2 separate regions of the Hordeum vulgare genome follow, and region 1 is linked to region 2. Evidence: chromatin contacts called from public Hi-C data. All regions are on one chromosome and are shown on one strand. The core of a region is the stretch at or near the end of the contact, and the rest is flanking DNA. Distances in the headings are between cores, read along the strand shown.

Evidence for each region. A called contact is a pair of places that touch in the nucleus more often than the background predicts.
Region 1: a Hi-C map of leaf shows a contact between it and region 2, with 2.4 times the contacts expected there. The contact joins the promoter of LOC123410526 here to the promoter of LOC123409542 in region 2. A contact is called at or near these places in 2 of 6 Hi-C or Micro-C datasets (leaf and seedling).

What each region holds. Positions count from the first base shown.
Region 1 is chr7H:571,337,992-571,343,441 of MorexV3_pseudomolecules_assembly, forward strand. LOC123410526 reads left to right here and starts at 1,576. Exons shown (of 2, transcript XM_045103474.1): 1 at 1,576-1,711; 2 at 2,568-5,232. The coding sequence starts at 1,626. The coding sequence ends at 4,899.
Region 2 is chr7H:570,771,469-570,777,068 of MorexV3_pseudomolecules_assembly, forward strand. LOC123409542 (probable protein phosphatase 2C 59) reads left to right here and starts at 3,180. Exons shown (of 8, transcript XM_045102410.1): 1 at 3,180-3,396; 2 at 3,694-3,821; 3 at 3,904-4,002; 4 at 4,127-4,285; 5 at 4,428-4,514; 6 at 4,607-4,698; 7 at 4,785-4,859; 8 at 4,949-5,347. The coding sequence starts at 3,350. The coding sequence ends at 5,128.

The sequences.
Region 1 (5,450 bases), core at 326-2,825, 560 kb after region 2:
CATGTTTCAGATACTTATTTAACAGTTTCCAAATACTTTATTAACTTTTCTTAAATACAGGATAAATTTTTTACACACATATTGTATATTGTTTTTTACATTTTTTTATACATGAGAAACATTTCCTTATACACACTTAAATTATTTCAGTTTCTTGGTTAACTTTTCTTTTCAAATATTTAATTCTAAACTTATATAAATAAAATGTTTAACAATATCTGGAAATAGAAACTAAAGTAATAAAAAGGAAAAATAAACGTGAAGATAAAGAATAAAACTAGTCCGTGAATTCGCGCGCGCCTGGGTTGGCCTATAGACGTAGGCTCCTGACGCGAGACATGGCGCTGCCCCCCAGAAATCCACGCTCTCTGCGTCGCCTTGTCTGGTCTTCGGACAGGCGCATCCGACTAGTGTTTGGGAATGGGCCGGCCCATTTATATGCCAAGTTTTCCGGTTTTGGAAACTTTTTCTTGCCGTTTTTTTTCTGGTTTGGGAGCTTTCTAAGAAGGTGATTGGATACGTTTTAGTCCCATGACTAAAAGTAGTGGGACTAAAACTTGCAGGGCTACCCATGCTTGGATCCAAATACTAAAGAGACTAAAATCAAGTTAATGAACATTTATTATTCTCCAAACCCTCCAATCCAGAACTTGCATTTGTTAAAGGAGAAGAGTTAAATGAGGAGAGAGAGGACTAATCCACATTTTAGTAGGGGTACCCCTGACTAAAAGATTTTAGCCTCAAGACTAGTTTTAGCCTCTCTTTAATCAGGGGTTCTTGGAACTTTAGCCTCTTAAAGAGATTATTTTTAATCAGACTAGTTTTAGTCCCTTGGATCCAAGCACCCTCTAAAACATTTCCTGAATCTGTTTTTCTTTTTATTGTTTTCTTTTTTATTTACTACTGATTTAAAAAAAATTGGATTTTTAAAAAATATTTCGGAATTTCAAAAAAGTTTCAGAATTTGAAAATATGTTTTAGAATTTAAAAAAAACTTCTGGAATTTTAAAAAATGTTTCAGAATTCGAAAAAATGTTATGGTATTTTTAATAAAATGTTTCGGATTTTTCTATAAAAAAGTTCTGAAAATTAGAAAAATGTTCCGGATTTTAAGAAATATTCCAGAATTTAAAAAATGTTCAGGAATATTAGAAAATGTTCCAGAATTCCAAAAAATGTTCTGGATTTGAAAAAAGGTTCAAAAATTTATAAAAATGTTCCGAAATTTGAAAAAATGTTCCGGAATTTAGTAAAATGTTCTGATATTTTTACTAAAGTGTTTCGGATTTAAAAGTAATTTTGTACGAAATTTGAAAAACATTCCGAAAATTTTAAAAGTGTTATGGAATTTGAAAAAAGTAGAAAAACATTTATTAAATTTGTTTCAAACAATAAAGTAATATGGGCCGGCCTAGGAGCATTCTATGCCTACATAACTCGACCATTTTTGTGGTCACCATATTCGCTGCTGGTCGCTAACTTGGGCCGGCCCAGTAAGGATATCCTCCTGTGCGTGCGGCCAGCAATTTGCCCCAGAGAGCGGCAGATAGGACCTCCCCTGCCCCCCTGCGGCCTTGTTTGGAGAGAGAGAGAGAGATCACTGCTCGAGGGTGTTCCGGAAGCGGATGGGAAGGAAAGCGAGCCGCCTGCGGCGACGCCGCCAGCCGTCGCCGTCGACGTCGTCGTCGCCAGCGCCTGCATCCTCCTCAAGGCCTGCGCCCTCCCCCTCTCCCGCCCTCTCCCTCTTCCCTGAACCCTAGTTTCTCATCACTTTTTCCCTCGTTCATCTCTCGTGTGCGCGTCGTTTATCTACTCCGTCGTGCAACCCTGCAAGCAATCCTTCTCGTGGGAAGAACTCGAATCGCGTCTCTGCTGTCCTTTGGTTTGGATTATTCACTCGATTTCGCCGTAAACGATTTAGATATACTACCGAGCCGCCTTGGAACCCTAGATGGGATGCGCGTGTACGGCTAGTAGAATTGGTTTGTTGGTTTTGAGAAGAAAATTAGGTCGAGCGTTCGTCATACCCCACTACGTGATTTGCACATGGGAAGGAGTATAAAAACTACCCAAGTTGAAGCGCCCCTGGAATTTCAGTGTATCCGTACTGTGCATGTACTGACAGTCGGTATTGGTAGGGCATTGTTAGTAATAGAGCTATAACTGCAGATGGTTTATTCAGTGTTTACAGCCAAGCAAAATGCGAGAGCGTTCGTCACCATTTCAATGCCATGCTCTGAAGATGCAGGTGGTTTTCGCTGTCACAAGAAGTTTTAACTACATGGTGGTTTTCCAAAATAAAATTCTTATCTGTGCATGTTATCATCTTAGCCCTGTCACAACCATCTTACAAATTCAATCGATCAACCTGCTGCCTATTTGTAAGTGTCGACTTTCTTGCTATTTGTAAGTGTCGACTTTCTTGACATGTAAGGGATATATAAGATCTGGAGAACAACACGTGCTCAATTGCTTATCCATGGTCCAAGCATGCTGTCTGCCTTTCTTCATTTGTTGCTGGACTAATCTTTCTAACCTTTCTTCCTTGAATTTGTTGTGTTTTGCAGAGAGTTTGCCATCACGCAAAGCCCGAGCAAATTGTCTAACCCATCTGTCTCCACTCCCCCAGGAGTGTTGGGGCACCAAGGTTGGGCTGACCTCCCAGATAAACTGCTTCACTCCATTGTTCCTCTGTTGGGATCTTTCATCGACCTTATTGCGTTTGCTAGCACCTGTGGTTCTTGGCGTGCTGCCTTCTCTTCGTACCCATCCAAATCGACCATCTGCACCAAACTCCCGCCTCTCCTCGTCCGACCCAATATTCGTGTCCAAGCCCCTCATCTCCCTTCCAGCAATGGTCGGCACAAGCTACGCACATGTAAGGTCATTGATCTAGCCAACCAGAACAGAGCCCTCCACTGCCAGATTCCTCAAGAAACTTTCCAGAGGATGCGTTTTGCTGGCTCTTCGTATGGCCATCTCATCTGCTGCCGCCAAGGAAAGTGTCTTATTGTTGATGTTTTCACTGGTGCCGAGGTTTCACCTCCATGTCTCCCATTCAGTGGTGACTGCGAGGAGGAGTTCTACTTTGGTGGCACCCTGACAGCTCCCCTTGCATCGCCGAACTGCCATCTCCTTGTCAGCACTCAATCCTCCCTGTTTGATTGGCCGGTTGGAAGTGACTCTTGGTCTGAACTCAAGCTTTCGGATGCACGGATAGATCAGATTGTGGAATTCAATGGTCAGTTCATTGCCATGGATTATTCCCAGAGGATCTACATTCTGAAGTTTGCCCCCCAGCTTGGCCTGCAGGAGATAACAACTGAGTGGTGGGACGACAGGACTGAATGCCCATATCTAAGACCATGGTTGGTGGTCTGTGGTGATATGCTTCTCATGGTTGACCATTACATGAGCTTATCATTTGGAGCATCAGTCTTGTATAAACCCTTCCGCCTTGATATGTCAACCAGACCTGCAAAATGGGTGGAGGTGAAGAAGCTGGACAACTGGGCACTCTTTGTAGGGGGTGATGTGAGGAGCCCGCCGTTTTCTTGTTTGACCCCGGAGAAGTGGGGAGGGAGGAGCAACTGCCTGTACTATGCCCATTACTCTCAGCCTTGGAGCATACATGGATTAGGTGACGCGGCAGATGCTGTGTGGGATCCTTCCACCGACCCTGATCTTGTGTACAAGAGGAACTGGTATGGCCAGCTACAGGCTTTCTGGGTGTATCCAAGCATGTTCTATTCTGATGCCCCAGTACCGTCGGGGCACCAAGACTGGGCTGACCTCCCAGATAACCTGCTTCACTCCATTGTTCCTCTGTTGGAGTCCTTTCTCGACCTTATTGCGTTTGCTAGCACCTGTTGTTCTTGGCGTGCTGCATTCTCTTCATATCCATCCAAATCGACCTTGTGCACCAAACTCCCGCCTCTCCTCGTCCGACCCAATGTCCGTGTCCAAGCCCCTCATCTCCCTTCCAGCAATGGTCGTCACAAGCTACGCACATGTAAGGTCATTGATCTAGCCAACCAGAACAGAGCCCTCCACTGCCAGATTCCTCAAGAAACTTTCCAGAGGATGCGTTTCGCTGGCTCTTCCTATGGGCATCTCATCTGCTGCCGCCAAGGAAAGTGTCTTATTGTTGATGTTTTCACTGGTGCCGAGGTTTCACCTCCATGTCTCCCATTCAGTGGTGACTGTGAGGAGGAGTTCTACTTTGGTGGCACCCTGACAGCTCCCCTTGCATCGCCTAACTGCCATCTCCTTGTCAGCACTCAATCCTCCCTGTTTGATTGGCCGGTTGGAAGTGACTCTTGGTCTGAACTCAAGCTTTCGGATGCACGGATAGATCAGATTGTGGAATTCAATGGTCAATTCATTGCCATGGATTATTGCCAGAGGATCTACATTCTGAAGTTTGCCCCCCAGCTTGGCCTGCAGGAGATAACTACAAAGTGGTGGGATGGCATGACTGAGTGCCCATATCTAAGACCATGGCTGGTGGTCTGCGGCGATATGCTTCTCATAGTTGACCATTACATAAGCTTTTCATTTGGAGCACCAGTCCTGTATAAACCCTACCGCCTTGACATGTCAACCAGACCTGCAAAATGGGTGGAGGTGAAGAAGCTGGACAACTGGACACTCTTTGTCGGGGGTGATATGAGAAGCCCGCCGTTCTCTTGCTTGAGCCCAGAGAAGTGGGGAGGGAGGAGCAACTGCCTGTACTACGCCCATTACTCTCAGCCTTGGAGCGTACATGGCTTTGGTGACACGGCACATGCTGTATGGGATCCTTCCACCGACCCTGATCTTGTGTACAAGAGAAACTGGTATGGCCAGCTTCAGGCCTTCTGGGTGTACCCAAGCATGTTCTATTCTGATGGCCAGTGATCACCGATGGGCAACTATGGCTTGCTGCTCTATCAGCTTTACTGGAAAACTATCTCTTCCAACAGACTCATGCAGCTGAAAAATAGGTGATTTTTCATGGTGGCAGTCGTACTGAAGCTTTTGCTGTTAGTTTCATCCTTCAGTTACTAGAATAAGAGACGTTTATGGTGGCAATTGGTGCTTACTCAAGCTTTTGCCACTTAATTTGTCGTTCAGTTTGGTGTTTGGTCGTCGCATTGTATGAACATGTACTGAACTACATATTGCATTATCTGTACTGGAGTAGACAAGTTAAGCGCTCTGTTTCCGCATGGTGAAGATAGTGTTTCTGCATGTGCCTGTGCTCATATTTGCATCTTAATCTTATTTTTTAAGTTATTAATTTCAACAACCAGGCCTGCATAGCAAATTTTTCTTTAGAATACATGTCTCCTTTTGAATTCGCCGGGGCATGTGTGTGAATTAAGGCATTTTTTCTCCAGTTACTGTAACAAGGTTTGCCCTGAAGTGTATTTTGTTGTGCATGTATGGTTACTGCTGCCTCAGAAGGA
Region 2 (5,600 bases), core at 1,930-4,429:
TTTTGCTGGATTTGAAGCATGTGCCCTAGCAGGCAATTTCATGGTGACACATAGCAAATACAGTGGTAATTTTAATCAAAGGGTCCTGGTAGATATGCATCATCATAGTTTATTATCGCAATACGAATTTACACTAGAACCTTGTGCAATACATCAGGAAGGGGATTGACTATAGAGTTCATTGCCACATTCAAAACTTCACCAAAACGAGATGGAACGCGAGGGAAATCAGACGCGTATGACCACCTCAACCAAATTGATCTTGAACCACAGGTTTCGCACAAACCTACGCCTAAACTACATCACCACAACTGCGTCCAACGTAATTGGAACGAACCCAAAAACACACCCCAACTCCTTTCTGCACACTAATTTCAAGTACGAAAACTAACACACCAACGAAACGGCTCGCTACACCAGAAAAAACACGTCTACACGCTCCACATATCGCCCGCGAAACCCCGGGTTCACCTCACGGCGCAAACACAAGGGGGCGAAGGAAATCTCACCGGAACAAATTGATCGCCGACTGCCACAGAAGCAACCAGCAGCCTCCCGCCTTAATTCGCTCAGGAAGAAGGGGAAATGACCTCGATTCCGCCTTGGTTCACTGGGAAGAAGCGGAAGAGGGAAGTAATGGCAGAGTGCGGAGGAGTGGGGTGGAGTGGGGCAACCTACGCATGAGGAGAGGGAGTCGTGCACGAGGAATCCGGCGATTGTTTAAGGAAACGACATGGAGCCCACTTGCCATAGAGAGAGACGAGGGAAACAACTATGAACACACGCACGGGATGTACATGAGGGGGATGTACATCTTGTCCGAAGGTGTGCATAGTGCCTTTGACAAGGAGCTGGCTAGGTTCTTCTGGCAGGCACGGGATGGTTGACCTAAATACCATATGGTGAAGTGGGCTGACATCTGCCTGCCGAAGGACCGAGGGGGGTTGGACATCCCTGTGTCTCGCCGTATGAACGTTGCCCTCATGCTATATTGGGTGTGGCGGATCCTGCGGGGAGATGGGGATTTGTGGCTACAGCTGATTGAGTCCAAGTACCTGCAGGGTAAGCCCCTCTTGGCCTGCTCGCACTCGGCTGGGTCCCAGTTCTGGAAATCTATCCAGGCCATCAAGGATGATATTAGGTTGGGTTTGCGGTTCTCGGTGTGCAATGGGTCTGGGACCCAATTTTGGTTGGACCCCTGGCTTGCTGGAGATCCTCTGCGCTTGCGGTTTCCGAGGCTCTTTGCTATTTGTGACGACCCGACTATCCTTGTATTTGCGGCTGCTTTGGAGGACAGATGGCATTTTGCGTTCCGCCGCTCCTTTGGACCAGCCGAGGTACAGGAATGGAATGTCTTGAAGGAAGTAGTCCCTCTTCCGGTTTCTTCGGCCAATGACACTATTTCTTGGAGTCTCTTTCCTTCGGGAGAATTCTCCGTTAGTTTGGCTTATCATGCGCTCTCCGAGTTGCCAGTTCTTCCGTGGCTATCCCCTCTTTGGAAAGCCCCGATGCCCCTGAAGATCAAGATTTTCGTTTGACAGCTTCTCTCAGACCGTTTGCCTTCGGGGACCGAGGTATTGAAACGCCATGGTCCGGGCAACGACATCTGTCCCCTGTGTCGCATACCGGAAACGGGAACACACATTTTGTTCTCTTGCGTAGCTGCGCAGGCACTTTGGTGCTTTGTGCGTGAGGCTCTGGAACCGGAGTGGGAGGCTCATGATCTTGCAGAGTTTCTGCAGGTAAGGGCCACTCAGGTTGGCTGTAAGCGCCGATTGTTCTGGTTTGTCTTCGCAGCTATGATGTGGACTCTTTGGACTACTCGCAATAAAATGATGATTGAGCACGTGTTTCAGCGGCGTGTCTCTGACTCGTTCTTCAAATTTCTTGCCTTCTTGCAGCTCTGGCATCCGCTCGTTAGGCCCCGAGACCGTGACCGGCTTCAGCTGTATTTGGACGCGTTGCTGACGTCCGCCCGACGGCTCTCCGTCCGTTCGCCTGCTTCTTAGCTTGCCCCTATGGTGGCCTTTTATGTTTCCTCTCCTTTCACTTGGGCGTGATTGTGTTCTGGCCCCAACAATTTTCTTTTTCTTCACTATGTTGGGTTGTGGTTGTTTGGATGTTGGAGTATTTGCTTTATCTATAAAGCGGGGCGAAAGCCTGTTTCAAAAGAACACGCGCACGGATGATTCGAGCAGTTATCGCACGAGCCTGTCATGCGTCCTATTCAGACCCCATGGTATTGGTTGCGTTGGGACGTGAAAACAAACCAAAAACGTTTAGAAAATATAAAATTCGCTTATTTATTGACATGAATTACATATAGTAATCATGTGACAGAATCATGTGTCAGAACCTTAAAAAGACATATATTTTATATTTAGGATCGGAGAAAGTAGTGAAGTACGAATCAACATCGCCGTTAGAAGTTCATCACGGCACCAAATACTGACGTGTGCACGGACCGGCCAGCCGGTACCGCATCTGTGTGCCAAGCAAGCAAGCACACATGATGTGACAGGATGTTGGCTTGACTCAAAACCTAGTTTTCTTGTAACGTTTCTTTTGACAGATTCTGTCGAGGCTTTTGCTGAATAAATCCATTCAAAAAAAGTAATCTAAATACTTTTGGAGCGAGTATTTAGCAACGGAGGAAGTACGAATCAACACCGCCGCTAGAAGTTCGTCACGGCACCAAACACTGACGTGCCGGCCAGCCGGCAGCGCAGTACTCGTACCATTTATTGGGCGCTCGGACGTGTGCCGCACCGCAAGCGGACACGTGTAACTCATCCAGAGACGCACACCTTCGTCCCGCCATGGCCCATGGCCACGCCACGTGCATGCGAGCGCCTCCGTGTCCACGACCTAATCCACGACCGCCACCGTCCCGATTCGATTCGCCGACGCCCGGCCGGTCGAGCCGAGTCATGGCGCAGAACCACGAAACCAAAACCAACACGAAGGAGGGGAGAGAGTCGACCCTTCTCATGTCCATGATGATGGTCGAGCGAGAGATCCAAGAAAAGCCGTGGACTGCACGGGCCCTCCCGGCGCGTCCACGCCATTGACCCCGCCCCCTTTCCCGCGCCGCCACGTGCCCCCGCACGGCACCGCCCGTCGGGCTCCTCCCCCCGCCACCGCACGCGCCCCCGCCCCCCTTTTAGGCGCACGAGCTCCTTGAGCTTCCGCCTCCGGTTTCTCCTCCAGCTTCCCTATTTACGACCGCGAGAGGCTCCCGGGACCATTGGTTCTTCTTCTTCCCTCGTCGCCGCCCGCCATCACCGGCCGTGTTGCGCTTGCGCGTTGAAGAGGAATCCGGCCGGCCGTTGTCATCCTCCGCCGATAGATGGGGCACCGCGGGGACACCAGGCCTGTCAGTGGCGGCGGGTTCAGGTATACCATCTGACGTGATCTCGCCATTTCTTCTCGTTCGTGCACCTTTGCCGTTCTTCTTGGTGAACCGCCGCTGTTGTCCCTGTCCGCGTTCGGTTTCTAACTTTTGGTGCATCATCATCATCATCATCATCATGCATGCGGGAAATGGCAAATTTGTTATTGTTGTATATATACTAGCATCATGTTATGGCATTCTAATGACGATGGCGAGTTAATTCTGAAATGCATCTAAAGGATTTTAGCTCGGATCATTGTTCCGTGTGGATGGTATTAATTTGTTCTTTATCGTGGCAGTGAGAATGGTAAGTTTAGCTATGGTTATGCGAGCTGCCTAGGGAAAAGATCTTCCATGGAGGACTTCCACGAGACAAGAATCGATGGCGTCGATGGAGAGACCGTCGGGCTGTTCGGTGTTTTCGACGGTAAGATAATATGGGGTTTGGAGTTTTGTCAGCGAACTACCTTAGGCAGCAGAGATGGCTGATTACTGATCCGTTACTGCAGGCCATGGTGGAGCTCGAGCGGCGGAGTTCGTCAAGCAGAACCTTTTCAGCAACTTAATCAAGCACCCAAAGTTCTTCACCGATACCAAGTCTGCTATTGGTACTGTTATATATGTTTCCCTGAATTCGACATAGCATTCTGTTGATCAGAACACATTGCAGAACGTACTATTGCTTAATTGGGCACTGATATTTCGTCACTGAAATATAATATTCCTCTGCAGCTGAAACTTTCACCCATACGGATTCAGAGCTCCTGAAAGCCGATACCGCCCACAACCGAGATGCAGGGTCGACGGCCTCCACGGCCATTCTTGTTGGTGATCGCCTGGTGGTGGCAAACGTTGGGGATTCCAGGGCCGTCATTTGTAGAGGTGGTGATGGTAAGCGCCGATCGACATCGTTTTCGGATCATGTTTCCAGCAATTTGGAACGGCGTGCCTCACCTGTGGCTATTAATCAGGTTGTGCATGTCTCTGTTGTATGAATGGATCATGATCCTGACCATCTTGATGGTGCGTGCAGCTATAGCGGTGTCAAGGGACCATAAGCCTGACCAGACAGACGAGAGGCAGAGGATAGAGGATGCCGGAGGCTTCGTCATGTGGGCAGGTGTGTACATATTGACATGTTCTGAGAGTGGTAGCTTCCAGTTTGGTATTTGAATCTTTCGGCTCATTGTTCAGTGGCAATGTAATCTGTAGGTACATGGCGTGTAGGCGGCGTGCTTGCCGTTTCTCGAGCGTTTGGTGACAAACTGTTGAAGCAGTACGTGGTTGCCGATCCAGAGATCAAGGTCAGTATCTATCTTCAGAGTTCTGCAACCATGTGTCACCAAGACAGAAACATTGTTCCCTGACATGAGATTTTGGAACACAACAGGAGGAGGTGGTCGACAGCTCTCTGGAGTTCCTCATCCTGGCGAGCGACGGACTGTGGGACGTCGTGACCAACGAGGTAAAAAACATCACTCATCCTTGTACGAGCTGAACTGAACTCGCAGCTAGCAAGAAGCAGAATTCTGAGATGACTGCTCTGTTTACCAGGAAGCGGTGGCCATGGTGAAGCCGATCGTGGACTCGCAGCAGGCGGCCAAGAAGCTCCTCGTCGAGGCGACCCGGAGGGGAAGCGCCGACAACATCACCTGCGTCGTCGTCCGTTTTCTCGACCAGCAGCCCCCGGCGGCCACCAACGAACGTCCAACCCCTGTCGTGCTGGGCAAGTGAACATTCCTCATCTCCAACCCATGTCGTGCGGTCGTGCCGGGCAACTGAACATTCCTCTTGGAAGCGCGTAGGTTCACAGGGCAATGCGTTGTGCAAGCAGTGTGTCTGATGGTGTAGCCCTTTGCGTGCGTGTTTATTTGCTTCACTCCAGTTTACCATTGCCTGTACTGATCATGTATGTTCTCAGCTGTTCTCACTTCAAATTTCAAGTCTTGTAAATGTGCGTCTCCGACCGGCGATCTGTTTGCACAGCACAATGCTAATTCAGCCGAGAAAACCGTTCGATAGAAATAAAAATATGAAACAGATGCTAACGCCAAAAGATATCATCTTATAACATGCTAACGCAAAAAAAAAAAAAAAAAAAAAAAAAAAAAGATGACATGATAAAAAGAATAGCATTGAGGATGAAAGAACTGCTCTGGTTCACAGGGCACTTAACAAGACCACTTGCTCCGTCTTCTAGCTCTGA